Regions from separate parts of the Drosophila melanogaster genome. Here region 1 is linked to region 2. Evidence: chromatin contacts called from public Hi-C data. All regions are on one chromosome and are shown on one strand. Each heading gives the region's core, a stretch centred on a gene start, on an enhancer-like site or on the middle of the called end of the contact. The rest is flanking DNA. Distances are from core to core; before and after follow the strand shown.

The links. Hi-C and Micro-C count contacts between places; a contact is called where the count stands out from the background.
Region 1: a Hi-C map of the OSC cell line shows a contact between it and region 2, with 6 times the contacts expected there. The contact joins the promoter of CG15877 here to the promoter of oxt in region 2. A contact is called at or near these places in 53 of 107 Hi-C or Micro-C datasets (the Clone 8 cell line, the D17-c3 cell line, the Kc167 cell line and 15 more) and 5 of 6 datasets of contacts at active chromatin or transcription factors (the Kc167 cell line and the S2 cell line).

The regions. Positions count from the first base shown.
Region 1 is chr3L:2,374,467-2,379,531 of dm6, reverse strand. It overlaps CG15877, which reads left to right and starts at 1,976. Exons shown (of 2, transcript NM_139461.2): 1 at 1,976-2,256; 2 at 2,312-3,048. The coding sequence starts at 2,100. The coding sequence ends at 2,988. It overlaps CG9004, which reads right to left. Exons shown (of 2, transcript NM_139460.2): 1 at 4,857-5,065; 2 at 3,044-4,803. The coding sequence ends at 3,119. It also overlaps a transcript of Svil not described here.
Region 2 is chr3L:2,259,844-2,265,003 of dm6, reverse strand. It overlaps oxt (peptide O-xylosyltransferase), which reads left to right and starts at 2,340. Exons shown (of 3, transcript NM_139448.4): 1 at 2,340-3,289; 2 at 3,391-3,551; 3 at 3,897-5,160. The coding sequence starts at 2,599. It overlaps CG13807, which reads right to left and starts at 2,085. Exons shown (of 2, transcript NM_139449.2): 1 at 1,710-2,085; 2 at 1,389-1,648. The coding sequence starts at 2,031. The coding sequence ends at 1,458. ecd (ecdysoneless) reads left to right here. Exons shown (of 2, transcript NM_139450.3): 2 at 1-1,423. The coding sequence ends at 1,356.

The DNA of each region.
Region 1 (5,065 bases), core at 727-3,226, 110 kb before region 2:
TTTTAGACTATTATTAATATTATGATCTTTAGTCAGGGGGCGGAGGATGTATTAGATTCAAAAGAAATGGTGGTTGACTTGCACTTACACTTATAGCGCGTACTGTCGAGCATTTACAACATGCCGAGCTTTATCATTCCAGAACAGAAAGTTGGACGATATTTCCTGCGTTCCGTTTGGGGTTGGCCTTTCAGGTGGGTTTGTTTAGGCCGCTCACGTTGTCACAGAAACCGCAGTCAGCGGGGGTTAAGTTAAAAGTAGGGTCCGCGGGGCAGAGCCGCGGTGCCGAAGTATGTTAGAAAGTAAAACGCGCGCAAAACAAATGCCACTATATTGATTAGTGGAAAGGCACAGGGAAACACACGCGTGCAACCGGCGAAGTTAACCGGAGTCGTTAGCCTTATTCTTTTTTTTTCTATTTGTTGTGACAGCTCGCTGTCTGCACTTTTGTTGTTGTGACTGTGGGCAATCCAATTAGCCAGTAAAGATGCCGCCCCAACAATCAGATAGTGGCAAATAAGCCAAGATATTCACGATAAATATCTCGAAACGCTTGTACACCACCGAAAAATTACTGAAATATCTTTGGGATTGTTTCGATTCGGATCCGAAAGAGATTTGCTTAGAACTTGGGATAGAAACGCGTGGAAAGCCACCGAAGACCGCGACGGAAAAGCGGAAAACGCGAGGGAAAACGCGATGCGACCGGGAACACAACCAAAGCAGAACTGAATGGCCAGCGGAGGAATCCAATGGCCAACAAATTCTGAGGCGATCCCTGAGTGAGAGCTTTTCTCTCACTCGACATGGGCGGAAAACTGAGGAAAAGTCGGAAAATGCTATTTTAGCCCATGCCGGAAAACCACTCAAAGAGCCAAAGCATAATGAAGAAATTATGTGTGAACATTTCGACGTTGCAATTTGTTTACAATGATTTTTGTGTGGAAGGCGCGCCGGCGTTCAGCGGTTAAAAGGAAAATCCCAATTGGCGAGGAATTTTTGAAAGAAATATTTCCGGGATATATATTTTAGAAAAATTCGACATATGTGTTTTATAGAAAATTTTTAATTTCAACTATAACTTCTTCATGGATTCAGTTCTGCCCACCTAAAGATATTTTTTGTTCGACAAGCATTCATTAACAATTAATTTCTTTTGGAATGTATATTTGAAAACATGATAATCCGCCCTCGCAAATCAAAGTTAATGCGGTAAAACGTGTAATTGCTTAACTTATAACGGTAAGTTTTGATGGCGACTTACACCCACACTTGTACGTACCTTGAAAAATGCAGCCGGAACGCAGGACCTTGCGACCACTCCACCAAGCAAACAACAGCTGTTGCAGGACACCCGCCTTTGCTTTCATCAATATGTCGCCTTTCCTTGCTTTTAAATTTACATTTGGATATTTCCTCGTCGTTTTAAAACCGATAAACAGGAATTTTCATATTTATTTGCCGGTGACACACACATACGCGCACGCACTGCCGAAAACACAAACACACGCGCAAGTAAACAGTTGCATTTTGCCGGCTGGATTTGTTGTTGCCGCCGCGGATTGAAAATGGTATATGTACAAATTCGCAATAGACTTACCTGTAATATGGCTAATACCGCTCTATACCTTAATCAAAGCTTAGTTAACTACTTAATCACTCTTACATTAATTAATCACAACTATCACACCGGTTTTATTTACGCGCCTTTAGGACGACACGTATTTCGTTGATTTTGGCGCGATTTCGTTTAAAAAGAGACGGTGGGATGGCATAGGCGCTGCCCATACACACGCGAAATGCACTTTTTATGATTTATAGCTTGCTTATTTTGTTTTGATTATTTATTGTTAAACGAAAGCTAAGATTTGGCATTTGTTTGGCGCCGTTGCCAGATTGATTGTGGTTAGTCATATGGTGAGTCTGGTGCCAGACTGCGAAAGCAGCCCACTTTTCAGTGTTGGCTAACAGCGGTATTCAGGCCCAGCTTGGCAACGCCAGACAGAAACACATTTTGTTTGTAACTAAAGAAGTTTTTTAAATTTTCTTTTGAATAACCTTGGTGTACAAAGTTAATTTTTAAACGACACGCTTCTAAAATGGCCCGCACTGAACTGGAGAAAAAGGTCAAGCGCCAGGGCAAAAAACGCAAGCACGAGGTGACTAAGAACCCTGAGCATGCGGCCAGCGACGACGAGGTGGCCAACAAAAGTCTAATTCTAGCTCCACAGGTAGATCAACAGGAGGTTCCAACAGGTGTGTTTCAGCTCAAATCTATATCGGCTTTGTGTAACATGTCCAACATTTACAGATAAACCCGCCAAGAGGCGGCATAAAGAATCAGAAGTATCGGCCACTAAGAAACAAAGCAGGAAAAACCAAGCGGAGGAGCAGGTGGCCACCAGTGGAAGCGATGAAAGTCTTCCTCAGAAGCCTCAGAAGAGAAAACAAGTCCAGGATGCCAACGAAACCAAAAAGCTGAAACGCAGCAAAACGCAGGAAAATAACTCGGATGAAGACGACGATGTGGACTCCCAGCCCACAGCAGCGCAACTAAAAGAAGCAGCTCGTCCGGAGAACGCTTATGCAGTGGTTACAGTGCGCCAAAAGAAGAAACAGAAGCACCAGCAGCGCCTCGAGGCCCAAAAGAGTCAGAGCTCCAACAAAGATGCCAAAGTCAACAAGGAATATCTTCTAAAATGGAAGGAATCCCGCCAGGATTGGAAGTTCAACAAACTGCGACAGATTTCCATACAACAAACCGCCTTTGATGTGGAGAAACTGGATGACGAGCTGTGGCCAACTGCTCTGGAGTATTTGGCCAGTTCCCAGGGAGCAGCGCGCTCAAAGATCAGTCAGTTGGCCGAGGAGGTGATCCAGAAACTGGACAAGGAGGGCGAAAAGCTGGAGGACGAGGCGGAAAGGCGAAAGCTAATCGAGTCCACGCAGTACCGGCGGGCACGCGATCTCCTCCAAAGCTTCGACTAGTTTATTATGTTAGTTGTTAATTTTTGCCTTAGGAATAAATTACACATGCCTTCCTATTTTACAAAAACTTGTCCTTTATTTGTTTTATAGCATCCTCATTATGAATATTTTACAAATTTACAACTTATAACTACAGGTCCACATAGGCTAAAAGTTTGTCTATGTGATCAACGCGCTGCTGCAGAAGCTGTCGATCCTCGTCCTTCAGCTTAAGTTTGTCCAGCTGTTCCTCTTGCAAAAGAAAATGCTGCAGGAAGAGCCTTACGCTTTGCTTAAACTGCTGCAGTTTGGTGTTTTTGGCAACTCTTTCGAACGTCTGATAAATCTCGCGTTCATCGTTAGCCAAAAGCAGCCTGACCATCACTTCCTTCATAAAGTAAAAGCTGAGCTTGTCCAGCTGCATAAAGTCGACTACTTTGAGCACTGACAGCTGCAGACCAGCAGCTAGGATTACTTGCTGCAGAAAACTAGCCAGGTTGCGAATCTGCGGCTTGGAAAGCTTTTCGATATCATTGATTCTGTCCCAACTGGCAAACTGGAAAGCCAGTTGATACTTTCTGTTGAATTGACAGAACTTAAGTGCCAAATGAGCGTAATAGGGGTTAGCACGCTTCTCATTCAGAGCGCAATGGATGATCACGTAGGCCACCGCTCGCTGGTCCTTCAGAGACAAATGCAGAATCTTCTCAAAGGCGTCCACATAATCGGCGGCGCTCATGATGATGCAGAAGATATTCCTCCTTTCGGCTGTGTTCATCTGCTGCTTTCTGGCCAGCTCCAGTAGCTGATCCGCAAAACCTCCGTTGGCAGACTTCGATGAGTTCTTATCCTGCTTTTGCTTGGCGGATCCCATCTCATCCAGATTTCCCGTCCAGGCAGAGCCCACAATCCACCATTTGCCCACTTTATCAGCACGCAGGAGGTCCTCCAGGGTTATGTTCAGAGTCACCACGTAGCGATCATTCTTCAGCATGGCCTTCAAACGCTTTCGCAGATTCTCCGCCAACTCGGGATCATACTGCGGCAGCTTTTGCATATTGTTGTTTTTGACTGCATTTAGAATATCGACCATGAAACGCAGGCGTGGATTCTCTTTCAGTTCCAGTGGGGCACTAGCAATTTGCGATTGAACTTTTTGCATCATGGTCTTAAAGGCCAGTGGATCGTCCTTGCGCAGCCGGAAGCCAATGGACTGGAAGATCAGCAAAAGGCACTCCACGCTCTTCTCGCAAAGCTGATCTGACAATTTGCCTATGAGCTCCATCAGCAAATTCAGCTCGTAGATCTTGAAGAGGTACATGTAGCAGAGCACCAGTACTAGGTTATTCAGCTGCTTATCCTCCACCTCCAGGGTAGCGATGTTCTTGACATAACCATCGAATAACTCCACAAAAGTCTGCAGGAAATGCGCTCCAATCTCGCTGCCAACCTGGGCATGTAGGTAGGCCAGCAGCACCATGTGTTCCTGTACCATTCGCTCGTTGGTTCGCGTGTAGCCGAGAAGGGCTTCTTGAATTAACTTGGTTAGTGTTTCGTTCATGTTGTAGCGGGAGTTTTTCATGTACAGCTCCTCGATGCCGGCGGCAATCTTGTGCAGATTCGCTTCTGACAAACGATTGAGCAGACCCTTGCATTGCTTTAGAAGGCGAGCTAGTATCTCTGCCTGTTTTTCACTTGATCCCGCGCTGGCTGCCATCAAAGCTCGCTGATGTGGCGGTATGTACTTTTGACCGGCGGCTGAGGCCTCGAGCTCCACGGGATCAGGCAGGATGTTTCCCTCGGCGTCGCGTTTGCGTCCGTAGATGTCCTCTTTAACTGTAATTAATTCGTTAATTAAATGAAAAACTCTAAACGATGAATGTACTCACTCTTAGGTGCATTCTCTTCCTGCTCCGAATCCTCCTCGCTTTGTTCTTCCTCTCCAGTTAGGTCTTCATCATCATCTTCACCCTCAGAGCCACTGTCATCTTCTGAGAAGTTATCCATGGGCTCATCCCTGTCCTCCTTATCCTCTTCCTCATCGCTCCACATTCCCGCCTCCTCCTTTTCTTGCTGCTCCTTCAGCTTTTTCTTACGT
Region 2 (5,160 bases), core at 1,091-3,590:
CTCCCGCATAGCGCTGCACAGCTTCTGAAACAGAAGCCAAGGCTGCTCTCCTCGGCGGTTAGGGCTTTCTGCGAGCGGGACTCGCTGGACATCAAGGCACTTCGCACCATGCGATATTTCCCACCGGAGGCCACACGCGTGCGCACCAACGTGCGTTTCACCCGCTGTCTGTACGCCATGTTGTCGCACCAGCAGTATCTGCCCGAGAAGAGACTCGGCTGGCATCTCACGGATCCTGTATCCGAGCCGGAACGATATAAGGAACAACTATTGGGCTTGAAGCTGGCCAGTGGACTGGAGATCCTGGCCACTCAAGCCAAGCGGGTTGAGGGCCAACAGCTGGAGGACCTTCCTGCCTGGCGATCGTATCTGCGGAGCTTGCTGAGCAAGGGCTACTTCCGGGACAACATCGAGGGCAGTGCCGAGTACCAGGAGCTGCTGAACAAGGCCAAGGTGTACTTTCGTGGCAACCAGGAGCGTTTCCGCACAGCCTCCAGAGCGGGTGCCGAGATCCTCGACCTGTTGCTCCATCCAGCGGAGGCTGCTTCCGAGGAGCTGCGCGATGAGGAGAACAACCTGCAGCCCAGCGACTCGGATGAGTGGTTGAATATCAGCGCTGAGGATCTAGACTCCATGCTGCAGGATCGCTACGGACCCAAGAAGCTCTACAAGCCGAACGGACAAATGAATGCCGAGGAGTTCACCAAGCAGCTGGCGGAGTTCTTAGATCGGCAGTCCAACTACGAGGGCATTGAGCACCGAGGGCTCGAGGAGCCAGAACTGGACTCAGACGATGACGAGCCGCCGCCGCAGGCAAACGGTTCCACAGGACTGACAGCAAAGGTCAAGAAGAATCCCTCCATGCGCAAGGCGTGCCAGCGCAATTCCGTCATCCAGCCGGAGGAACCGGACAGCACCCATGTGCGGAATTTCCTGGATTTCGTAATACCCGAGGACAACTGGGACTCCACCTCGGAGATGAGCGACTACGCGGACGAGGACGACATGGAGAGTAATCTAAATGCACTTTCTGGAGGCGGCAGTGTGTTCCCACTCGATCGACAGATTCAATCGTATATGGAGCAGATGGACCGCGAGTTGGCTCAGACCAGCGTGGGCAAGTCCTTCCACGGCAAGAAGAAGACAGCTCCACAGGCGGACGAGGACGATTTCGATGACATTGAGGACTTTGAGCCCATCAATATAAACGTAAACACGCTGCGCAACATGATGGATAGCTACCAATCGCAGGTTGGCGGCGCAGGTCCTGTATCCAATCTGTTTAGCGCCATGGGCGTGGGCATGTCGGCTGTCGAGGACAAGGAACAAAAGGATATATCTGAGTCGGCCGTTTAAGCGGGATTACAGGAATTAGTATAGTCTTAAGTCCATTAAATAAACGTCAATGTGAATATTTCAATGTAATGCAGAGTATTCTTATTTGATATATTCGATAACTAATCCTTGGATGCAGGCACAAAGTTTCCATAGTCGCGTCTGACCTTCATGGGTGGTTCGTTATTGGGAGTATCATTTCTCTGGTTATGATCATGGGAGCGCTTGTAGCCTCCAGATCCTCCGGACCCTCCGCCTCCTTCGTACCGATTCCGGCGATCGATGTGATCGTATCTGTTGTTGCGCCGGTTGTCTGTGGGAACAAATGCGTTGGTAAGCTATAAATAGAAACTGAGCTTCTTCCCGGGTATTACCCCTGAATCCCCTGTCCTGGTTGTTGTGGTAGCCAGCTCCTCCTCGTCGCTGCCAGCCCCTGTCGCCGCCTCCTCTGCGATGTCCGTTGTAGCGATTGTGGTAGGGATGACCACCGCCTCCTCCGCCCTGGAAGCCGCCTCCTCCTCCGCCACCTCCCATCCAGTTCTCCACAATTGGCGGCTCCGGCACAGGCTTGCTGCAGTGCGCCATGAACTCTGGGTCGTCGTCAGTGAAGCGGTCTGCGAACTCAAGCTCGCAGGACTCCAGGAAGTTCAGGTCCCTTTCGACCAGACGGTTTATCTTTCGGTTGGGATCCACCATTGTTTCGGTATTTATACAAATAAACTCCCTTCGACTGAATTTTTCAACACAGCTCAGCTGCGACAGCTGTTTATGTGTTCAGCTGCAATTCTGAAGTAACAGTGATTTGGTCAAGTCACGCTATCGAAATAAATACACCTCACATAAGCACACACATATATCGGAATCAATTCAGGTTAAGAGAGTTATTAAATTATAATATATTAATGGTGACTACAAATTAATTTTATTAATTCCTTGCACCGCCTTACAAACTTGAAATCACTGAATCAAATCACTGCTGAAGGCGCCCATCGCTGCGATGTGGGTGCAGTATTTAGCCTCCCGCCGTAGTACGGTCACACTGCTCGAGCGGGGAGACTTTTCCGTGGAAAAATGTTATTAATTAGCCAGACGAACCAGTCCAAATGCTTTGCCCGCCAGCACTAGAGAGCAAAACATGTCCCCGCCTCGTCTCCACAGCTCATCACGGATCACAGCCCACACGCACGTCCAGATTCCAGAGGAGCAGCATCTCGTCTTTGGCAGCGGAGGTTGGAGCAAAAGCCCCTGGAGATACAACTAGCCATGGAGCAGTCTGTGTCCGCCCGCTGGCTGAAGCGCTATCGCGCATTCTTCCTCATCCTGCTGCTTATCGTGGCCATCCAGTTGTTCCTGGCCTACAAGTCCCTGGACATCGTAGGCGGCGGTTCCGGTTCCGGATTTGATGCGGCTGAAGCGCCTGCCAGTCCTCCGCCTCCGCATGCTCAGGCACGGGTCCAACCGCCCGCCAGGACCAAGCTTACTGCCCAGCAACTGGGCTTCCAGCCAGAGTGCGACATTCTCGCCAGAGAGGCCATCTCCGCCCTGCAGCGCGCCAAAACGAAAGACTGTCGAGAACATATCGCGCAGATCGCCTGCGCAATCCAAGCCGGACGCTTCTATGCGCCGCAGCTCCGGAGCAGCTGTCCAGCTGGTAATCACACGGCGAACGTTTCTTTGGGATGCTTCAAGGATGAGAAAGATCGCCGCCTTCTGGCCGGCTACTACAGCAGCTCCAAGACCTCCAATTCTCCGGCCAAATGCGTGGAGCTATGTCTGCAAAGCGGTTACCCGTACGCAGGGGTGCAGTACGGTCGCGAGTGCTTCTGCGGTTACGACCCGCCTCCTAAAGCGTCGAAGCTGCCGGACTCCAGTTGCAACACCAAGTGCCTGGGCAACGCCAAGGAAATCTGCGGCGGATTCTATGCCATGAACATATACGAGACCGGAATAGCCAGTGAGTGTGGAGTATTATGAATCTACATTCATTTATGCTTATGCTAAGTTGGTAACATAATCTTTAAATTGTATATTTGAAAATTTTTGCATCTCTTGCAGAGTTCACCGCTCAACTGGCGGCCACCACTCCTTCGGAGGAAACGAAGCGCGTGCGGATCGCATTTCTGCTGACGCTCAACGGAAGAGCGCTGCGTCAGGTGCACCGACTTCTGAAGGCGCTCTATGCACCGGAGCACGTTTACTACATCCATGTGGACGAGGTGGGTCATTGGCCGGAACTCGGCAATTAAAGCGCGCGCGATTAATTGCGCTAATTTGCACAATTTAACACACTGGCGGCCAAAATAGTTGGCCACTGATTGAGATGTTTATGGTACGTCGACGGCAAGCTATTTCAGACATGCCTTGAACTGCATACACAGTTACTGGTTATTTGAACTGGCTTGTCAAGTGCACAATCAGCACTGCATTTAATTTACATTGTACTCTAATTGCCCAGCCCACTTACAAATTGCTGGTGTGCGTTGTGCGGCTTTTAAAAAGATATGCGTATCATACTCGTAGTATTTGGTTTACTTCAATTTAACAGTCTGTTTCTTTATTAGCGCCAAGATTACCTGTACCGAAAGCTGCTGGAGTTGGAGTCAAAGTTCCCCAACATACGTTTGGCTCGGAAGCGATTCTCCACCATATGGGGTGGAGCCTCTCTCCTGACCATGCTGCTCCAGTGCATGGAGGACCTACTGCAGTCCAACTGGCACTGGGACTTTGTGATCAACCTTAGCGAAAGTGATTTTCCAGTGAAGACCCTCGACAAGTTGGTGGATTTCTTGAGCGCCAATCCTGGCAGGAACTTTGTTAAGGGCCACGGCCGGGAGACACAGAAGTTCATCCAGAAGCAGGGCTTGGACAAGACGTTCGTCGAGTGCGACACGCACATGTGGAGAATAGGAGATCGGAAGTTGCCAGCTGGCATTCAAGTGGACGGAGGCAGTGACTGGGTGGCGCTATCACGACCTTTTGTGGGCTATGTTACTCATCCCAGGGAAGACGATGAGTTGTTGCAGGCTCTTCTAAAGCTCTTCCGACACACGCTCCTGCCGGCGGAATCGTTTTTCCACACGGTCCTCAGGAATACCAAGCATTGCACGAGCTATGTGGACAACAACCTGCACGTCACCAACTGGAAGCGGAAGCAGGGTTGCAAATGCCAGTACAAGCATGTGGTGGATTGGTGCGGATGCAGTCCAAACGACTTTAAGCCAGAAGATTGGCCCAGGCTGCAGGCCACGGAGCAGAAATCACTGTTCTTCGCCCGCAAGTTTGAGCCCGTTATCAACCAGGCGGTGCTGCTCCAGCTGGAGGAGTGGCTCTACGGGCCATACACCAGCGAATACGCCAATCTGCACGGCTACTGGCAGTCGCTGTATCACCACGAGGATGTCCATGGATCAGGAGACGACTTGGCCAGAAGCATTGGAGATAGCGTAATGCGTCTGTCTGCGCGTCAAGCGAAATTGTATCCCCTGGAGTTGATTGAACTCACTCACTACCTCCACCGGGACCAGTACAAGGGGTTCCTGGTGCGCTACAGAGCCAGAGGATCTACTGGAAAGCCGCTGCACTTGGAGACGAGAGTGCGACCGACGCAGCAAGGAAAGCTGGCGAGGAATGCTCGCTTCAGCAAGCGATTACGCAACTTTGAGGTCTCTACAGATTTCGATCAAAAGGAGCAGATTGCCCGCAACTTTGGAAAGCTCTTGGGTCCCCAAAGTGACTTGCTTTTGAGCTACACACTCCAAGCAAACGCAGATTCGGGCGCCGCTTCCCATTCGTACAACCTCACCCTGCTGTGGATAGATCCGCTGG